Linked DNA regions of Anas platyrhynchos: region 1 is linked to region 2. The links are chromatin contacts, called in public Hi-C maps. All regions are on one chromosome and are shown on one strand. Each heading gives the region's core, a stretch centred on a gene start, on an enhancer-like site or on the middle of the called end of the contact. The rest is flanking DNA. Distances are from core to core; before and after follow the strand shown. Region 1 overlaps PLEKHG1 (pleckstrin homology and RhoGEF domain containing G1). Region 2 overlaps PLEKHG1 (pleckstrin homology and RhoGEF domain containing G1).

Region 1 (2,883 bases), core at 184-2,683, 160 kb before region 2:
CTTGAGGCAGATAGCTAAAACCAGCAAATCATGATCAGACAGCAAATTAAGAAAAGGTGTGCTTTTCTGCATTTGTATCTTTATTTCCCCATGGGTTATTAATGGATTTTAAAAACATTTGGAAGAACAGGGGCTTAGTATAATGTTGTAAGCAGTTGTTAAATATTTCTACTGTCAGATAACTTTGCATGGTTATTTTATCTGTTAGTGAGTTTTATGTTACTGGATGGTTTACAGTAAAGATGTCTTGATGAAGTTGTTAACGAGTAAAAGCTGCCACTTTAGGAGCTATTTACTTTGGGCACTCAACAGAATAAATGATAAAGACTCAAATCCACAATTGTGAGTCTTTGTTCAAAGTATGCTAATGTGAGTTGATAATCCTTACTGTTTTTCCCTCAGAAATAAAAGTTGCAAGGCTGTTTACTACTCAAACATGAATGCTATACGCAAGAAACAATGATATATGAATGCGTAAGGGAAACATGAAAAGCTATGCAACAAATTTTACTAAACAAAACCAACTAACAAATTCAAGTTCAAAGAAACAGTCCATTGTAAACAGTTCAAAACTAGACCTTACAAAACTAAGCTTACTAGATTTTTTCAAGAATAGCAAACATTTCAATAAGCTCCAGTTACTTTAACCATAACTATTCTATTATTCAGGCAAAACAAATTTTCACCATTTCACATGAGTCCTGAAGAAAGAAAAGGCTATTACTTCATTCAGTTACTGAGTTTCATGAAATGCAAAAAGCAAACATAGTACCTACAGTGAAAACTTGATTATGTGTTTAAATTCCTAACAACTAGGATATTCACAAGTGAATCAGTAGGGTGAAAAAAAATGGAGCCAGCATAACCCAAAGCACAGCTCCACTGAAAACACTAAAGAAGCTCCACTGGAGCTACATCCATTAGCTAAAGCCATGAGCTATGACTTTGGTATGAAATTATCCCCGTGTGTAAGTCACAGTGAAGATCTAGCACACTCAAAGTAATCAAACAATAAGTGGCTAAAGTCCCGTAAGACTTTAAGGACTGCATACTGCCAAAAAAGGATGTTTTGTTTCCACTACTCAATGCTGGGAAGATACGAGCAACCAAGAATGGACAACTGGAGTCTGTTAAGACAGTCACCAGTTACTGTAATGACATCTTCACAGCCAAAAACAGAACTGTGGGGTATTTTGGTATTGTTTGATTTTGCTTTTAAGTGTTTGCACTCGTCTGGATGAAGTTAAAAAATGTTCACTAGGATTGCAGTCTCCAGCAATTTCTGAGCCATCAGGCAGTTGCCTGCCAATAATACAAATGCTAAAAGCATTTGACAAGGGAACAAAAAAGCACAAGCAAGCAATGATACACAGATGGATTTTGGAACTAATGGCCAGAAAGTCTATCAGAAAACTACTTTCAGCTGGCCAATATCACTGAGGGAGCAACTTTTTCCTGGACTAGTTATTATCTCTTGCACCACCTCTGTTTCGTGTCTCAGCCAGTAGTAGTCCCAGATACAAGCATGCAATATGGCAGAACGATGTACGAACTCCAAATTCTGACATCTGTAAATATCACAAAAGGCCTCGCAACTGGGTGTCAGCACAGGAACAACTTACATGACACACAAGGTATGACAATGGTGTCCACATTTTCTCTGTGGTAGAACCCACAGGAATAACTGGGACCCTCAGCTCTGGAACGACCCCCAAAATCAGCAGATCGTAGGATAATTTAGATTGGGTGGGAACTCTGAAAGTCATCTCATCCTTCCTCCTGCTCAGAGCAGGACCATTTAGATCACATTGCTCATCTTCTAGAGCTCTAAATATCTTTAAAGAAGGAGATGCTACAACCTCTCTGCAGTCCATTTGATGCTTGGCCACCTTCTTATGGCTAAACAACAAACCTGAAAATCATTAAAACAAACTGGAATTTCCCTTGTTGTAACTTGTGTCCACTACCCCTTATCCTATCGTTGCACTCCTTCCAAAATCAGTTGGACTTTGTCTTCTCTATATTTTCTTGTTAGGTAGACAGCAGTAGACATTTCTGCTCAGCTTTTTCTTGTTCAAGCTAAACAAATCTTGTTTTGTCAGCCTTAGTACACCATATTTTTCATTCTCCTGACCTGCTGGCTCACTCCAGTATGTCAATGTCTTTCTTGTACCAGAAGTCCAAAATTCATCACAGTATTCCTTATGTAGTCTTACAAGTGCTGCATAGAAGGGAAGAGAAGCAGGTTCTCTAAATCCGCTGACTACATTTTTGCTAATATATCCCAAGATGCTGTTGGCCTTCACTGCAATGGCATACCGCAGATACACTTGTGCTCCATGACCCCAGATCCTTTTCTGCTGAGTTGTTCACTGGGCAGCCAGAACCTGCCCACAGGTGGAGTTGTTCCATTTCAGGCATAAAGACTTTGCATTTGCCCTTACCACATTCTCCTTCAATTCGACATAGTTTGTTTGAAGTGATAACAACATGCCACAAGCCCGACTGCAATGTGGCAAAAATACATCCAACACTAGGTTCTTCCAGTGCTTACAAAAGATCAGCTGCTAGATAAATTTTTAAACACAGGACAGAGACATACCACTATTGTCTACCAAGAGAAATTCCTTTGTTTTCTGTTGATTTGCTAACTTTTCTTGGTTGAAATAAAAATTAGGTCTCGAAAGTAATTAATTTTACTTTCCCATATCATTCTGCAATAGGCGTTGTGCTGCAGATTCTTGCAGTAGCCTCTTACCTTGGAAACAAAACAGTCTGCTATAGCCACAGGATCATTTTCACAGTTTTCCAAATCTTGCAGAAGTTCACTAAAACAAAGAACAGAAAAATCCAAGACAATTATTGCACATCTCAGAATAGACA
Region 2 (2,871 bases), core at 219-2,718:
TGCTACTTGACAAAAGCTAAGCATCATGCTTACAAAATATGGCTTTAATTTTGAAACAAAAATTTCCCTTCAAAGGGGACATGTACTAATTGTTGAATATATTCCAATAAGAATGAGTTTCATGAAAATGAATTGGTTTGCCCAAGCCAAAATAGCTTCATGTTCATTACACCGTTCATTAGGATGCATTTATTCTGCCCTGTTCAGAGTCAGAACAAATTTTAAATACAAAAGGGAAAGAAAGCTTTATGAAGAATATACCAGAAAGCGGAGTCACTGAGAAATTGCAGAGATTGGTCACAAAGTAATCCTATAGCACATCCCGAGAAGTAACATGCAGATGACTGTTTTGTACTACTTTAATGCTTATAGAAAAGAATGACAGAAACATTCTAGACTGTGGCTAGGATTTTAATGTACTTGTATCCCATGCCATTTGGGTTTATTCAGCAGAACAACATGGATAATCTGAAGTCAGTTACTTTGAAGCAGGTTGCTGGCTGGACTATTGCCAGTGACCTTATAAATTACATAATGCAGAAAACCTTCTCATGGCTTTGTTAGACCAAATACGTTTCCCCCCTCCCCAAGAGATCCAGGCATTCAAACATAATCCCAGGAAATCCTCTTGTATTTACAAAAGATGCTGTCATCCCAACTTGCACTTTACAGCTCCCCCCCAGGTGTGGTTGGATACTTCCAAATGAAGTCACAGGAAGCACAGGCGTGTCTGTGGACTTGCAAAGTGCCCTTCTGGTATCAAATACCAAAAGGTAGAAACAATACGTGGCCTTTATGCTCGCCACTTCATATTAAGCAGACAGCTGAGGAAAAGTTCTGACAATATTACTAAACCCTATATTTATCTGCTCCGTTGGAACACCCTCAGCCTCGTACCCCATGAACAGCAAGCAACACAAGGCCGAGAGCTGCATTACACAGGCTAGCCAAGTTCTCCACCCTGAGCATAAACTTCCCATATTGTGCTTTATTCATGCTGCCTAGAAGGCAGTCGGACAGCCCCCGTTGGTTTTGTCCCCGTGGCCCTCTGTGCCCAGAGCAGGGCATGTTTGAGTCCGGTAGCTACAGGTATCCAGTGCCAAGGGGGCTGGAAAAGGCCAGAGGCTGCACCCCACGTACTGGCCTAGATCTGTGATAAGGCCAGGCATGCGGTTTGCATGAAGCGAACTGGCAAGCAGCTTGCGTGAAGATCCAGGAGGGAACTCCCTTCCTAGTGAAACTGCAGATATTTCCCACACAGCGTCCTGACTCCTGCCCACACACGGCGCTGGTCTCTCAAAGCCCTAGACCTGGAGGGATCCGCCTTTATCTCTTTGGGCCTCCCGAAGATCTCCTCCCCCACTTCTGGCACCGATCCCAAACTGCAGCTGTTCCAGAGAAATGCAACAGCTCCTCTGCCCCTGCTCCTCCTTTGACTCGGGCTGATAGCAGACGTCAACACGTGGACTCCTTCCCAGGAGGAACGCGCGTGCAGCCAGAGTAATTAAGCCATAGTGCTGCTTATAGGGCACCCAGCTCCGAAAGGAGACAGCTCAGCTTTTCAGACATGGGCTGTCTACATGACTGAAAGCATGCACTGTGCCAGTGGGTGCAAACTGTGGTAATTAGAGCCCCTGGTCTACACAGTCTAAGTCTGACTCAGTCTGATAATTCCCATATTTCTATGAAAGCAACTAGTCTTTTTCCTTTAATCTCTCCTGCTTTTTCCATCTTTAAAAACCAAGGCTTTCCCTTAGGCACGTGAAACCCCAAGGACATCTGCGATGCATTTGGAGATGCCTGTAATTTTATGTATAATCTTTTAAAGGGTTGTTTGATTACTGGAAGGCAATTTACTCTATAAAAACAGAGTTAAACTGAAAAGCAGCTTGCCTGCACCAGGCAGGAAAGAGCACAGTTAATTTTCATACAGCTCAGGCATTTGGCTACCAGTTCAGGAGGAGGGTTTTGCACTTAGGAACTTTGGGAACCTTCAGAGGGGCCTGAGCTCTGCTCTGTGAGGACAAACCAGGTAGGGGAATACTCTAGGACAAGGCAAGTAACATTTTCATACAAATGTAGAAGAGGCTTGTACAAGTCAGGCTAATCTACTAAGTAAAAAAATCAGGATAAACTTGTGTAGGACAGACCATTTAATTAGCTTTAAAGGAACAGTTCCTAAAGTAATCAGACTGCTAAGGCACACGGACTTCAGTCCCACCTTCCCTCCACTCCACAGGTCAGAGTCCCAGTGGCCTCCATTTTTTAGCAGGTAGGATTATAAATAAGCCAGGTCTGTACATGGATTATTTGTTTTCATCTTTCTTTAGTCCTCCTCTCCAAAATTCACTTCTTAGCAAATATACAGTGCTGTTTTATGTACAAGCCTCTGCTTCTAGACTGAAAGGTCCTATGCTAGTGCACCTACAAGGTCAAAAAACAAGGCATGACCCAAGGCTAATGCATCACCAGTCTGCTGTGACCTGAATGATTGAACAGAAGAGCTGAAGAGAAACTCAGACAGGGTCAGACCATAATTCCCAGTCTGTGAGGATCTTTTCTGTCTGTGCAGGCCCTTCTCATTCCCACTCTTGCTCCAGTTAAACAAGAGCCAGCTTCTGTTACCACAACACCTGCAAGCTGCCAGACCTGGCCATCTGAAGCTCCAGCCGCCCTTCCAAATACCTCCTCTCTGGGGCAAACATGCTCTCCCAGCCTCTTCCTTCTTTCTGTCTGGGAGATAAGCCATGCAGCACAGCCAGGAAATTAGCAAGAACTATCTGGCAAAGGGCAGCCTTGAATATCCTATCCTGCCCAACCCACCCATACCACCCCACAGTGACCAGACTGCTTTGAACAATGTTTAAACAT

Evidence for each region. A called contact is a pair of places that touch in the nucleus more often than the background predicts.
Region 1: a Hi-C map of subcutaneous adipose tissue shows a contact between it and region 2, with 2.3 times the contacts expected there. The contact joins two enhancer-like sites. A contact is called at or near these places in 3 of 8 Hi-C or Micro-C datasets (liver, skeletal muscle and subcutaneous adipose tissue).

The regions. Positions count from the first base shown.
Region 1 is chr3:53,754,546-53,757,428 of IASCAAS_PekinDuck_T2T, reverse strand. It overlaps PLEKHG1 (pleckstrin homology and RhoGEF domain containing G1), which reads right to left. Exons shown (of 20, transcript XM_072035907.1): 6 at 2,759-2,828. Among named protein-coding and RNA genes, the nearest start is that of MTHFD1L, 25 kb to the left of the region's middle. Within about 2 kb of position 1,433, at least 1 of the 8 cell types and tissues checked has an H3K27ac peak or open chromatin away from gene starts, as enhancers often do. A contact at or near this core is called in subcutaneous adipose tissue, where this site is marked.
Region 2 is chr3:53,590,673-53,593,543 of IASCAAS_PekinDuck_T2T, reverse strand. The region is part of intron 1 of PLEKHG1 (pleckstrin homology and RhoGEF domain containing G1); the gene reads right to left. Among named protein-coding and RNA genes, the nearest start is that of PLEKHG1, 9.9 kb to the right of the region's middle. Within about 2 kb of position 1,468, at least 4 of the 8 cell types and tissues checked have an H3K27ac peak or open chromatin away from gene starts, as enhancers often do. A contact at or near this core is called in subcutaneous adipose tissue, where this site is marked.